Regions from separate parts of the Pan troglodytes genome. Here region 1 is linked to region 2. Evidence: chromatin contacts called from public HiChIP or PLAC-seq data. All regions are on one chromosome and are shown on one strand. The core of a region is the stretch at or near the end of the contact, and the rest is flanking DNA. Distances in the headings are between cores, read along the strand shown. Region 1 holds the start of PAIP2 (poly(A) binding protein interacting protein 2). Region 2 holds the start of EGR1 (early growth response 1).

Region 1 (7,358 bases), core at 2,819-5,318, 860 kb before region 2:
CACGCCTGTAATCCCAGCACTTTGGGAGGCCGAGGTGGGCGGATCACAAGGTCAGGAGATTGAGACCATCCTGGTTAACACGGTGAAACCCCATCTCTCCTAAAAATACAAAAAATTAGCCAGGCATGGTGGCAAGCGTCTGTAGTCCCAGCTACTCAGGAGGCTGAGGCAAGAGAATGGCGTGAACCCGGGAGGTGGAGCTTGCAGTAAAATGAGATCACGCCACTGCACTCAGGCCTGGGCAACAGAGCGAGACTCCGTTTCAAAAAAAAAAAAAATTCAAGCATAGTTCTCTTCTGTTTCTTTCATTAATCTACCTCCATAGGCACCATCTTTTCTCATTCCCTTGGACTCTGTTTTGAACCACTGTGATCCTTACCTTATTTGCATATTTTTTTAATCGTATTTTACGCATATATACGTTGAAGCATACTTCCTTTGGCAGTTAAAGAGGATCGCAACATTTTTCAATTGGTCTGTTTTCCACTCTGAAGTCTGTGAAAAGCACCGAATTTTTTGTTTTACTATTTGGCACAGTAAGGTAACGATTAAAAAACATGGGCTCTGGGCTGGGCGCGGTGGCTCACACCTGTAATCCCAGCACTTTGGGAGGCCAAGGCCGTTGGATCACGAGGTCAGGAGATCGAGACTATCCTGGCTAACACGGTGAAACCCCGTCTCTATTAAAAATACAAAAACAAAAGTAGCCAGGTGTGGTGTCGGGCGCAGCTACTCAGGAGGCTGAGGCAGAAGAATGGCATGAACCCTGGAGGTGGAGCGTGCAGTGAGCCGAGATCGCGCCACTGCACTCCAGCCTGGGCAACAGTTGAGCAAGACTCCGTTTCAAAAACAACAACAACAACAACAACAAAAACCCATGGGCTCTGGAACCAGGCTGCTTTACTAACTGTGTGACCATGGCAAGTTATTTAACCTGAGTCTCGGTTTCCTCATCTGTTGCATGGGAATTAATAATAGTACCTAGTTAGAGAACCTGGCACATAACAATTGGCATTAACTATCTCGGTGATTAAATATTTAGGGCAGTTAAAGGTCTCTAGACCAAGGGACAAGGTAAAAATTAGAGATCTTAAATCTACAGAGGTGAAACAATGTCACAGGAAAACCCCAAAGTCTACCCTAATCTCAACTGTAGTGTAACAAGGGTAATTAGGTGAGAGCAAGAATGGGTCATCCTAACTGATAAAAGCTCAAGTACATTAGAAATGCCACCCAAATTTATACAAACTGATATAAGAAGCAGAGGCTATTCAAATTCTCCAAACGTGTGCCCATCCAATATGGTGGCCATCGGCTACACAGATCTATTTGATTAAAATTTAGTTCTTCATTTACACTAGCCACATCTCAAGTGCTCATAACCACACACAGTACCTACATCATTGGACAGCACCACTCTAAACAATGAAAAAATTAAGAAAAAAGGGAGTTTTTTGGAACTGAACCTTAGCCTATATCAAATGCAAACTATTCATGCACCTGTGCAACAGGTGGTCTAGATCACAAAGGCAATGACTTGGACAACTTTAATCTTAGACCACAGTCAGAAGACGTAGGTTCAAATCCCAGCTATGCTACATAGCCACCTTAAAGTACCCTAGACCTGTCACTAAATCACACAGCACCACATAATGGTTAAGAGCATAGAATCTCTGGACTATCTGGATTTGAATTCCGACTATCATAGCTCTGTGACATTGGGAAAGTTACTTCACATCTCATTTGTCATCTTCATTTTACAGTAGGGCCTACCTTCTAGCTATGTTGTGGATCAAATTAGTTAATATTTGTAAAGGCAATGAGAACAATGCCTGGCATTATTGTTATATAAATATTTGCTAAATAAAAATAATCTTTCAGGCTTCTATTTCTTTAATTCCCAAATGGGCAAGATAAAACTTGCTCTGTTGGGAGGCCGACGGGGGCGGATCACAAAGTCAGGAGATCGAGACCATCCTGGCTAACACGGTGAAACCCTGTCTCTACTAAAAATACAAAAAATTAGCCAGGCGTGGTGGCAAGCGCCTGTAGTCCCAGCTACTAGGGAGGCGGAGGCAGGAGAATCGCTTGAACCCGGGGAGGCGGAGGTTGCAGTGAGCCAATTGCACCACTGCACTCCAGCACTCCAGCCTGGCGACAGAGTGAGACTCCATCTCAAAAAAAAAAAAAAAAAAAAAAAACTTGCTCTGCCCATTTCACGTTTCATGATAATGAATGACAATAGGATGTAAATTACAAGAAAATGTTTTAAAAGCACGAAAGGTTATTAGATTACAAGTGGGCAGAGGTCTTGCCTTCCACATTCTTTAATCTCCCACAGTATCAACCAAATTGCTGTGCTAAGTGTTCAAGTTTTTCACTAAAACTGGAGCATCACACTCTAGAGTCATAAAGTGATAAACCTGAATAAAGTGCAGAGTGCTTATTTAAGGAAAAGCCTGCTATAAACTCATTCTGACCAAAAGAGGGTGAAATTACCTACCTCAATTTGAGTTCCTAAGGAGCAACGTGCACAGCCTTGAATCATTAGAGGAAATCTCCATTCCCTAACCTCCATCCCTTAAAGAAACACAAGTGGGTTCTATAGTTCTTGTCAAGTTACCTATCCTGTGATTTTGTGTGTGTGTGGAAAAGTTTTATTCAAGTTCACAACTGACAAGTAGTATAAACAGACTAATTTTCCCCAAATATCCTGTCTTTCACTAACTGGAAACAGAATCACAAAAGCGAATAGTGGAGTCTCATTAAAAATTATTGTAGAGAACTTTTACTTATTGCAAACACAACCTACGCCAGAAGAAATTTCAAAAGCGACTTAATGAAAATATAAACCAACACCTGATCTAACTGCGCTAATGAAATTTGTGAAAAAACAATGCCACCACGTTCCAACATTAGCCAGCACACCCAACATGAACATCTACTTTCCGTTGAAATAAACGTCAAAGGCTGTCAGCTGCTACACCTTCCAAGGCAAATTGGAAGCCAAATTCTTTCTAGAGTTTGGGGTTTTTATGAGTTGATACGTGTGCCAAATCAGGGAAAAAAGAAACAAAAGGAAGCAGGTAAGACCCCTTTTAGGAGTCCCTAAAAAATATCACTGCTGGCTGCTGCAACAAATGTTTTGAAGACCTAAGTTCACCACAAGCCTTATTTATTTCTGGTGGCGATGGTGGGGAAGGAGGAGAGTAAGCACAGAAAATTATTAAAAGGTAAGAGGACCTTAAAGTTCATCTAACTCAACGCCCTCCTAGGGTAAGGGTTCCCAGTACCCCAAAGGTTCTTTTTTCCAGGGCATGAGCCGCAATACAACCAAAAATAAGGGGTAGCGATGGCGAAGAAACGGGAGAAAGACGATCTTCTGATCAGGCCGGTCGACGGTTGCAGCGTTCCCCCAGGACGCCAAGAGCCCGCCAGTCCCTCCGCCCCTCTCTCCCCAAACCCCAGCCTCTGCTGAGGCGCGCACGCGCAGCAAGTAGGGGCTGCGCGTGGCGACGCGCAGGCGTAAAGCGGGTAGAAACAATAAGCTTTGTTGCCGAGGCGGTGGGAGGGGGGGCAGGGGAAAGGGTACCCGGCGGAGGGATAAAGGACCGGGAGAATGGGGAACAGGAGAAAGCGCTATCCCGGCAACCCTCGCGCCACTGAGGACCCGGATAGAGAGCTGCGAGATCCAAATCATTAATAATGACAATGAAAAAAAAAAGCGACGGCCATGTCTCGGAGAAGACAGAGACGAAGTCGGCCCAAGCTCATCCCTCAGACTTGGTGGAAAGAGGCAATGAACAACGGAGGCCGCAATGGACTCGGTGGCCAACCACCCAGGGAACCCTTTAGGCCCCTCTGCCGTCGCCGACTTGCTGTCCCTCGACCTCCGCACCCCTGTCGCCACTCTGCCCGAGAGGACCCCTCACCCAATGCACAGCAGCGGGGACGGCAGCCAACGAATCCTGTCGGCCTCCGCGGATCTCCACAGGCAGCGCCGCTCCCCCGCTCGACGTGCGCTTCGCCCGCCGCCTCCCTTCTCCAGTCCAAACAAACACCCCAGCCCGGAAGTGACTTCACTTCCGTCGCCGCCAACCCCGCCCTCTTGTTCTGTCAGCTCTGCCCTCCGAAGCCACTAGAGAGCGCGCGCGAGAACGCGCGACCCCGAAGTCTGTCTCCAAGGCTGCACACGTGTGCACGCGCAGCAGCCTTTCCAGCGCGCCCCTACGGCCGGCTGCCGGGTGTAGCAGGAACGCTGTCGCACGTTCTCTCTGGGAGGCAGGAATGGGGGCGTACCACTGTTCCCACACCCGCCCATCTTCCGAGAATGATGATATGCAATGAGTGAGGCAGCTGGGGACTGAAGAGCACCCTGACAAGATACACAGGCGTGGACTTTTACAGACATCACACACCCCCCCAAAAACGTAATATTTAGGTAATGACATAGCACACACATACCCATACACACCCCAAGAATGATACACAATGTCACACAAACAGCGACATGCACCGAGTCACGTCAAGATCCTGACACAGAAAAATAATAAACTAAGGGAAATCACAGAGGCGTACTAAATGATACGCAAACATCCGCACTCAGACACGTGCAGGCACAAAAACACACTTTTTGAAGCTGGATGCAAACGCAAAATACAAATACATGTGCAACTTCTTTGTGGCTAAAGGAGGAAATGCCCTGTCCACACAGGATAGAAGAGTGTGACCTCCGGGTTCAAGAATTTTGTAGTCCGTGATCCTGGGTGCACTGGCCCCATAGTTATTCTTACCCATGCTTCCTTCCTGTCATCGTTGACAAGCCCCAAGATATATTTCTAGTGACACTAAGCAATGTAAAGAAGAGAGTATGTTTTTGTTTTTTTGTTTTGTTTTGTTTTTTTGAGGCGGAGTCTGGCTCTCTTGCCCAGGCTGGAGTGCAGTGGCGCCATCTTGGCTCACTGCAACCTCTGCCTCCCGGGTTCAAGAGATTCTCCTGCCACAGCCTCCCAAGTAGCTGGGACTACAGGCGCAGCACGCCAGGACACCCGGCCAATTTTTGTACTTTTAGTAGAGATAGGGGTTTCACCGTGTTGGCCAGGATGGTCTCGATCTCCTGACCTCGTGATCCACCCGCCTCCGCCTCTCAAAGTGCTAGGATTACAGGTGTGAGCCACCGCACCCGGCCGAGAGTATGTGTTTTACAAATCTGGATGTTCAAATCTGTAGATACTATCTTTGAAAAAGGGACACAAACTAATTTCTTCCCTTTGGAGAGGGAAAATGACCGACTAGGAAATGGGTGCAAATAACTATCTTTTTCTCCTGAAAATTTTGAATCTTTTAAAAACTATATGCTTGTAGTATTTACTAAGACAAAAAATTCCCTCCATGGGAAGGCTTGAATTTAGAAACCAGGTTGTTCCTCTTCAGAGCTATTTCATTCACTGAATACTCTTCTGGGCCAATCCAAAGCCCCAAAGAAATGAATGCAGATAGTTCTGCCCTAGCTCCTGGGTCAACCACCTTGGCAGCACTTACAGATCTATATTCTAAACTGTGAAGATAAGCTATCAATCTGAGGCTGGAGGAAGTCTGAACATAACAAAATAGGTATTTATATAGTCTGAGATGACTCAGACTCTCTTTTTAAGACACAGTCTTCCATCACCCAGGTTGGAGTGCAGTGGCATGATCACGGCTCACTACAGCCGCAACCTCCCTGGCTCAAGCAATCCTCAAACCTCAGCTTGCAAAGTAGCTGAGACCACAGGTGTGTACCACCATGCCTGGCTAATTTTTGAATTTTTTGTAGAAATGAGGTTTTGCCACATTGCCCAGGCTGGTCTTGAACTCCTGGGCTCAAATGATCTGCCTGCTTCAGCTTCCCAAGGTGCTGGGATTACAGCCGTGAGCCACAGGGCCTGGCCTAACCCAGACTCTCTTAAAAGGTAAGCATGAGGCCAGGTGCGGTGGCTCACACCTGTAATCCCAGCACTTTGGGAGGCTGAGGCGGGCAGATCATGAGGTCAGGTGTTTGAGACCAGCCTGGCCAACATGGTGAAATCCTATCTCTAATAAAAATACAAAAATTAGCCGGATGTGGTGGCACATGCCTGTAGTCTCAGCTACCCAAGAGGCTGAGGCAGGAGAATCGCTTGAACCCGGGAGGAGGAGGTTGTGGTGAGCCCAGAGCATGCCATTGCATTCCAGCCTGGGTGACAGAGTGAGACTCTGTCTTAAAACAAACAAACAAATAAACAAAAAGGTAAACATGAGATAATTGAATTTGTTATTTAGTAACACAAGCCACTTAACTGGTTATAATGGTAATAAAAAATATTTGATAAATCATGTGGAACACTCAAAGGCCAATGCTGTTTTTCCCACACAAAGGGGTTAAGATCTCAATTTCCAGATCGCACTGAGAGTTCACCACAGTGGCTAAGCGTCAGGGGCCCAGTATTTCCTTGGCATTCTCTAGACATAAGGACATGCAATGCTCTGCTCACATGCAAAATAAACTTCAATGTAGCAATATTATACTTGGATAGTGATGGTGATGATCTATACATGGAAAACAAAATAATGAAGGCTAACAAGTTTGCTAATGGTAAGGAGAGACACTGCAATGGGACCAACAGAGAGATCCAGTTTTAAAACACTGCAAAAATTTACCTATCTGGTTCACATAGTAACCATCTTAAGATGGAGGTTGAAGTAGAAATCAGAAGGCCCAGGATGGCTATGAGTAGGCCCCCACTGTAAATTACCACCTTCCTACAGACCCCTCATTTCTCAACAATAATGTAAAAAGTATGTACCTTTTTACCCAAACATTCCAAATATAGGAATCTACCCAAATGGACAGATGTAAAGAGAGACATGTAAGAATATTTATAGCCTGGTTATAAAACCCAAAAGATCAAAATGCCTATCAACAGGAAATTGGTTAAATGAATAATGATGCATTAAAATAGTTATTTAAAATATGTATATTCATTGATATAGAATATATCAATGCTTTTTAAAAGAGCAGGTTGCAAAACAGCATGTTTGTAAAATCGTTCAAAATTTTATATGTAAACAGGCACGAGTAGGTATAAATGCCAAGTATCTGATAGAATGGTCATCAAAATGTTAATAGCAGTATTTCCGGGTGGTCAGATTTCTTTTTTTTTTTTTTTTTTTTGAGATGGAGTCTCGCTCTGTAGCCCAGGCTGGAGTGCAGTGGCACGATCTCGGCTCACTGCAACCTCTGCTTCCCAGGTCCCAGTTCAAGCGATTCTCCTGCCTCAGCCTCCCAAGTAGCTGAGATTACAGGCGCGCACCACCATGCCCAGCTAATTTTTGTATTT
Region 2 (7,229 bases), core at 1,212-3,711:
CCACCGACGGGGAGGGGAAGCCACTGTGCACAGGGGATGGGTAGGTCGAGGAGCCGGGAGAGGAGAAGGAGGTGGGCACAGGGGATGGGTATGAGGTGGTGGCCGGGGATGGATAAGAGGTAGTAACCGGGGACGGGTAAGAGGTAGCAACCGGGGATGGGTAGGAAGAGAGAGAGGAGGTGGCCGAAGAGGCCACAACACTTTTGTCTGCTTTCTTGTCCTTCTGCCGCAAGTGGATCTTGGTATGCCTCTTGCGTTCATCGCTCCTGGCAAACTTTCTCCCACAGATGTCGCAGGCGAAGGGCTTTTCGCCTGTGTGGGTGCGGATGTGGGTGGTGAGGTGGTCGCTGCGGCTGAAGTTGCGCATGCAGATGCGGCACTGGAAGGGCTTCTGGCCTGTGTGGATGCGGATGTGGCGGGTGAGCTCGTCGGAGCGGGAGAAGCGGCGATCACAGGACTCCACTGGGCAAGCGTAAGGGCGTTCGTGGGGGGGCGTCTTGCTGGGCCGATTGGGGTACTTGCGCATGCGGCTGGGTTTGATGAGCTGGGACTGGTAGCTGGTATTGAGGGCCTTCAGGTCCTGGGAGCCCGACTGAGTGGCAAAGGCCTTGATAGTAGACAGAGGGGTTAGCGAAGGCTGCTGGGTGCGGCTCTCCAGGCCCTGGAAGGGCTTCTGGTCTGGGGTGCCCAGGCCCAGATCCCCCTGCTGCTGTGGAAACAGGTAGTCGGGGATCATGGGAACCTGGAAGCCACCCTTGGCGGCAGGGTAGGCAGGAGGGGGGTACTGGAGCGCTGTCCCTGCCGAGCCCGGGAAGGCCTGGCTTTGTGGCTCAGGGAAAATGTCAGTGTTCGGCGTGGGGAAGGTGGGTGCCGCTGAGTAAATGGGACTGCTGTCGTTGGATGGCACTGCGCAGCTCAGGGGTGGGCTCTGGGAGGCGGAGGAGGAGGAGGCCGCTGGAGATGGTGCTGAGGACGAGGAGGCCGGTGGGTTGGTCATGCTCACTAGGCCACTGACCAAGCTGAAGAGGGGCTCGGGCCACAAGGTGTTGCCACTGTTGGGTGCAGGCTCCAGGGAAAAGCGGCCAGTATAGGTGATGGGGGGCAGTCGAGTGGTTTGGCTGGGGTAACTGGTCTCCACCAGCACCTTCTCGTTGTTCAGAGAGATGTCAGGAAAAGACTCTGGCAGGAGAGAGAGAAGCGGGAGGCCTGGTTACTGGAAAGCAATCACTGGAGGACGAGGATGACCCGAGCTGCCAGGCAAGAGACCAGGCCGGCTACCATTGACTCCCGAGGTAGTTAATAATTGATAGCAGCACATTGCAATGTTCCTGGACCCGCACCAGTGGCAGAGCCCATTTCAACAACAGCTGACGCAAATACGGAGAATCCCCCTCCACTGCAGCTCGCAGCGCTCCGCAGCGGCGGCTGTGCGGGCGAGGGATTCCCGCCAGCACCCCCACGGCCGCGGCTAGTGCGCGCCCCCAAACCCGGGCTGCCGGGACATCCACGGCCAAGGATCACGGTCCTTCCTTGGGGACAGGCGGCAAGCAAGGCAAGGCAAGTCTTACTGGAGGTGGGGGGCGCAGCCCCGCTCATCAAAACAAGCCCTCCCCCTCCACCCACCCACGCAGCTCCAGAGCTCTCCATCCAAAACAAAAGCTCGGTCCTCTGCGCTCCGCTAGGGATGAGGGCAGGGGGTGGGCTGTGTGGGGTTCCTTGGCATCCCTCTAACACATGACTCTGGGGATGCGAGGAATGAAAGGGAAACCCGGCTCTCATTCTAAGATCCAGGAGCACTCCTGCGGTGAAGGACAGGACGCCAGGATGGTGGCGAAAGGGTTCCCCCTCGGCGTAGGCCACTGCTTACCTGCGGTCAGGTGCTCGTAGGGCTGCTCGCCCGTGTCCGCCTGAGGGTTGAAGGTGCTGCTGCTGCTGCTGCTGCTGTTGCTGCCGCCCCCGCCGCCTCCACCGCCCCCGCTGCTGCTGCTGCTGCTGTTGCTGCCGCTGCCCTCTGGGGCCCCGGCGGCGCCGAGGAACTGGGGAGCCCCGTTGCTCAGCAGCATCATCTCCTCCAGCTTAGGGTAGTTGTCCATGGTGGGCGAGTGAGGAAAGGATCCGAACGGGTCAGAGATCTGCAGCGGGGACATCAGCTGCATCTCGGCCTTGGCCGCGGCCATCCTGGACGAGCAGGCTGGAGAGCTGGTGTCGGGGCGGGGGGGCGCAGCCCGGGGCTGGAGCTGCAGGGGACACAGTTGCGGGGGCCTGGCCGGGTTACATGCGGGGCGCGGGGAACACTGAGAAGCGCGCAGGCGGCGACCCCGACTCGCTCTGGGCGCGGGCGGGCGTGGACGCGCCGCGGCTGCGGAGGCTGGGGCAGGGGCCGGTCCTGCGGCGGCGGAAGCTGGCTGCGGCGGCGGATGGCGGCGGCGGCTCCCCAAGTTCTGCGCGCTGGGATCTCTCGCGACTCCCCGGATCCGCCTCTATTTGAAGGGTCTGGAACCGCACGGGCCCGCCTCCGTCGTGACGTACATGGCCATATATGGGAAGCAGGAAGCCCTAATATGGCAGGACCGGCCGGGAGGACCCGGAGTGACGTGAAGCCCCCCATCCGACAGCGCCCGGCACCTCCATCCTGCACCCTAGGGCCCGCGCCCGCGCCCGCATCCCAGGCGCCCAGGCTTCGGGGAAGCCTAGAACTCTAGCCGCCGCCGGGGCCTCCGGGACCCGCGCAGCTCCGGAGTTCCCGCGTTGCCCCCGCCCCTCCCTCCGCCTTCTTCCCTCCTCCCAGAGCCGGAAGCGGCCGGGCCATATCGGGCCACTCCAAATAAGGCGCTGCCCAAATAAGGGTTGTTCCGGCGGGGGATCCTTCCTGCGCCTTATATGGCATTTCCGGGTCGCAGCTGGTTGCTCCCTCGCTCCCTCCCTCCTCCCTGGTTCCAAGCCGGGAGCCCGAGCGCTCGCGGGATCCGGGGACGCCCAGGCGGGGAGGGCTCGTGGCGTGTGGCGCTGGGCGCGCGGCTGCTCAGGCGGCTCCTAGGCGTGAACTAGGCTGGGGAAGCCCAGACCCAGAGCGGGGGCGAGGGCGAGTCGGGCCGGGGTTCTATCGCTGTCATCCAGGGCCCGCCCGCCCACCTCAGGGACCGTGAGAGCGAGCCGGGAGTGCGGGGGAGGAGCGGCTGGGCCCGCCTGGGCAGGGGCCGCCCAGGAGAGGCGGGGCCTTGACCCCGGGCCTCGACCTATGGCACGGTGTCTTTCCGGGTGTCGCTGGGAAACTGAGGATAGGAAGTCACGGCCACTTGGTTCTTGGGACACTGTATAGCAGTGAGCTGCCTTGCCTCTGCCACCTGTCGGTGGGATGGGGCTGCTGGTGCCTGGGGTCCCCTGTGCTCCCCCGGAACCGAAAGGCTGTTCCCTAGTCCCCGCCGGCAAAGAGCCCACCTTTGGGGGACCGAAGTGGGGAAGCTGATTGCCCCAAGAGAGACCTGATTCCTGTTCTCACCAGGAGATAATGGTCCTTGTGGTGAGGGATCACTTTCCCCCCTTTATCCAGTCCAGGTGGAGGGCCGGCCCACACTGCGGGAATCCAAAAGGGGGGCTTCCCTATGGGCTATCTGGGGACCCCGGGCTGGGCGCGAAGAGAGGACCGGCTTGGCGGCTCGGTGCTGCCCCCTGGAGGTTCCCTCTCCACTCCCAGCCCCGGACTCCGGCCGCGCGGGCTCTTCCGCCGCCTCCTCGCTCCCCCTCCCGGATGCGGCGCTGGGCGCGGAGCCAGGCCGGGGGAGCCTTCGACGCAGTGAGCACGAACTGAGCAGGCGCTGCAGCCCGGGCTCCCCCTGCAGTCCCTGGGGAGCCGTCACTGCCGAGGCGCCCAGACTCCGGGATAACACTCCTCACCCCGAGCCTGGCCAAGGCGAGGGGGAGAAGGAAGCAGGGGGTGGGTGGTGGCGGGGGAGAACGATTCCCGCAGGTCTCCCTGGGGCCGAACGCGAACAGGGAAGCCCTCCCCGCCCCCACGACGCAGTCAATTGCGCACCCCAAAGGGAACAGGGATTCCGGGAAGGGAAGGCTCCTCCTGCTGTAGCTCTGAATCCAGAGGAGGTGCTGTTTTTTCTGGATTTAAAAAGAAAGCAGAAAGAGAATGTGGGGAAGGAGGGTGCTTGACGACACCGAGAGGGAAGGGAGGAGGTGAGGGCCTCTGTGAACCCCAACAGCCTCTGGAGGTCGGGGTCAGGGGGATTAGGTGGGGGAGGGTGTAACTTTCTTGGACTTAATCCCTCTGTGGCTGTCCCCCCTCCAAACATGTTTTCTTATAAAAACCAACTTAATGAACCAGGACTCCCTCGTCTCGGAGCCTGCCGTCTCAAGTCCGCTGGGGAGGTGGGGGGCTCACTCCCACTGTCTACCGAGTTGTCCATTGGGGCAGGAGTGATGCGCTTCTCAGAGGACTCCTGCCGCAAGGGCAGGAAGGCCAGGCTGTTGCAGCGCAGATGGTCTTGTGTCTGAATATCCATTTTGCCACTCCCTGGTAGGGTACCTTAGCCAATTTTTTTTTTAATGTTTTTATTCTTTCTGAGACGGGGTCTCACGCTGGCACCCAGGTTGGAGTGCAGTGGCGCGAGCTCACTGCAACCTCCGCCTCCCAGGCTCAAGTGATCCTCCAGCCTCCTCCTCTCGAGTAGCTTGGACTACAGGTGCCTGCCACCACGCCTGGCTTTTACTTTTTTTTTTTTTTTTTTTTTGTATTTTCGTAGAGAGGGGTTTCGCTGGGTTGCCCAGGCTGGTCTTGAACTCTTGAGCTCAAGCGATTCACCCACTTCGGCCTCCCAAAGTGCTGGGATTCCAGGTGTGAGCCACAGCACCCAGCCAGCCAAGCTTTTTGTTTACTTGTTTGTTTTTGCTTTTTTTAAGACAGAGTCTCCCTGTGTCACCCAGGCTGGAGTGCAATGGGGCAATTTTGGCTCACTGCGACCTCCGCCTCCTGGGTTCAAGCTATTTTCCTGCCTCAGCCTCCCTAGTAGCTGGGACCACAGGTGCACCCCACCACACCTGGCTAATTTTTGTATTTTTAGTAGAGACCAGGTTTCACCATGTTGGCCAGCCTGATCTTGAACTCCTGATCTCAGGTGATCCACCTGCCTTGGCCTCCCAAAGTGCTGGTATTACAGGCGTGAGCCACCGTGCCCAGCCAGCCACGCTTTTTGTGTCTCACTTTCTTCAACTGTAAAATGGGGCTAATGTTAATAATACCCACATGGGGCCTGGCACAGTGGCTCATGCCTGTAATCCCAGCACTTTGGGAGGCCGAGGCAGGCGGATCATGAGATCAGGAGATCAAGACCATCCTGGCTAACACGGTGAAACCCCGTTTCTACTAAAAATACAAAAAAATTAGCCGGGCGTGGTGGTGGCCACCTGTAGTCCCAGCTACTCCGGAGGCTGAGGCAGGAGAGTGGCGTGAACCCGGGAGGTGGAGCTTGCAGTGAGCCGAGATCACAACACTGCACTCAAGCCTGGGCGACAGAGCGAGACTCTGTCTCAAATAAATAAATAATAGTAATAATACCCACATGGGAGTATTGTTGTGAGGACTGAAATTTATGCGGGCTGCCAGATGTCAAGTCCCAACGCACAGTACCTGCCTTGCAATTGGCATTCAACAAACAGTGGCTATTGTTCTTTTCAGAGGCTTTGGATCCATAGAGTCATCCACAGTTCACCCACCCATCCTCAGCCTCCAAGAAAACTCCAGTGACCCTTTTCTGGAAAGCTGTGCAGATGGGGAAAAACATACCAATCCTATCACAGGGGACATAATCCCTAAGAGTTGATCTGAATCCATCTTGCTGCAGTAGAACGTTTACTAGAGCAGCATTTTTCAACCTTGACTGTGCAGCACAATCGCCTGTGGAAGTCTGAAAAAGACAGGTTTTACCCTGGACCAGCTGCATCACAATCTTCCCGAGCTTGCGAGTGGCAGCACTGAGCCAAGGTATCGGCCTGGGATTCTTGTGCTGTCATTGGAGAGCCACCCAGACTGGGAGAGAACATCCTCTGCCCCAGCCAGGGCAAACCAGTTTCCCGATGATTCTCCTGTGCAGCTCACCTAAGGTATTGTCAGGTTCTTGCTGAAGCTCAGCATGGGAAATTCTCATAGTCTACGTCTACATCTTTTGTTTTGCATGACCAATATCAATTCCCCTTTCTTTTTATTACTATTCCCCAGCCAGCAGTTTCCTTTGGGGAGCCACCCTAATCCATGTGGTTGGGGGCAGATAGCCCCCACTCTACATCTATAAGTAGGTATGTTCCCTGGGCCTGGCCATCCACCCAGGGGTGGCCTAGCCTAGGAGTGGTTCATTTCCCTAGCTGTAGTGATTGAGTCAGGATGGGCACATGACCCAAACCAGGCCAATGAGAATCACTTTTTCCAGAACTCTTGGGAAAGGGAAATTCCCTTTCCCTGATGGTACTAAGCCAATAGGATGTAAGCCTGGAGGCCGTTTCGCCCACAGGCCTGGAGAGCCTGCCTGAGAATGAAGCCAATGCAGGGGAAGTCAGAGAGAAGAGACAGACATACAGAAGAGAGAGACAAACGTACAGAAGGTCCCTGGACTCAGCCTGAGCTTTTTAGTTATGCAGGCCAATGAATTCCTTTTTTATTGAATAAAATAAAACATCCTCAGTTAGTTTCTCTTACTCACAACCTAACCAGTTGAACACCCATTATCAACAACAATAAAAACTTCCCTGAGGACTAACTGCAGTCAAGGTTTGGGAATAAGATCCATGGCATAGGCCTTTGCCTCTAAGGAGCTTACAGCTGGGTAGAAGGGAGCCTGGATTCTATGTTACAAGAGAATAAAGAATAGAAAGGAAGCAGCCCTGTTAGCCAGCAAAACTCAGTGACACTAAGGGACATAGGAGATAAGAGGAGGGAGAGATTCCAGGGGGCTGGGAGACGGTCAGGGACAATGAAGAGATTTTGGAGGAGAAGGAACGTGAGAAGGCCCAAACTTTGTGGTGGGGAAGTGAGAAGCTGTTTCAGGCCAGGCTTGGGGGTGGGTTGGCCAGGAGCACCCATGTGTGGTCTGTCTGGGGAAAATGAGGCTGGAAGGTGACGAAATGGGCTAGAGTAGAGAGATTTCCTCTTGGGAAGTAGCAGAAGGTAAAGTTAAATAAAACATTCATTCTTTTGAAAAGGTTTATTGCCCACTGTGTGTATTGGGTGC

What was found. HiChIP or PLAC-seq counts read pairs in DNA pulled down with a chosen protein or histone mark.
Region 1: a contact with region 2 is called in an H3K4me3 HiChIP or PLAC-seq map of stem cell-derived excitatory neurons, with 5 times the contacts expected there. The contact joins the promoter of PAIP2 here to the promoter of EGR1 in region 2. A contact is called at or near these places in 1 of 7 Hi-C or Micro-C datasets (stem cell-derived neural progenitor cells) and 1 of 1 datasets of contacts at active chromatin or transcription factors (stem cell-derived excitatory neurons).

What each region holds. Positions count from the first base shown.
Region 1 is chr4:137,056,217-137,063,574 of NHGRI_mPanTro3-v2.0_pri, reverse strand. PAIP2 (poly(A) binding protein interacting protein 2) reads right to left here and starts at 4,068. Exons shown (of 4, transcript XM_517964.8): 1 at 3,933-4,068.
Region 2 is chr4:136,189,874-136,197,102 of NHGRI_mPanTro3-v2.0_pri, reverse strand. It overlaps EGR1 (early growth response 1), which reads right to left and starts at 2,461. Exons shown (of 2, transcript XM_009449740.5): 1 at 1,868-2,461; 2 at 1-1,179. The coding sequence starts at 2,177.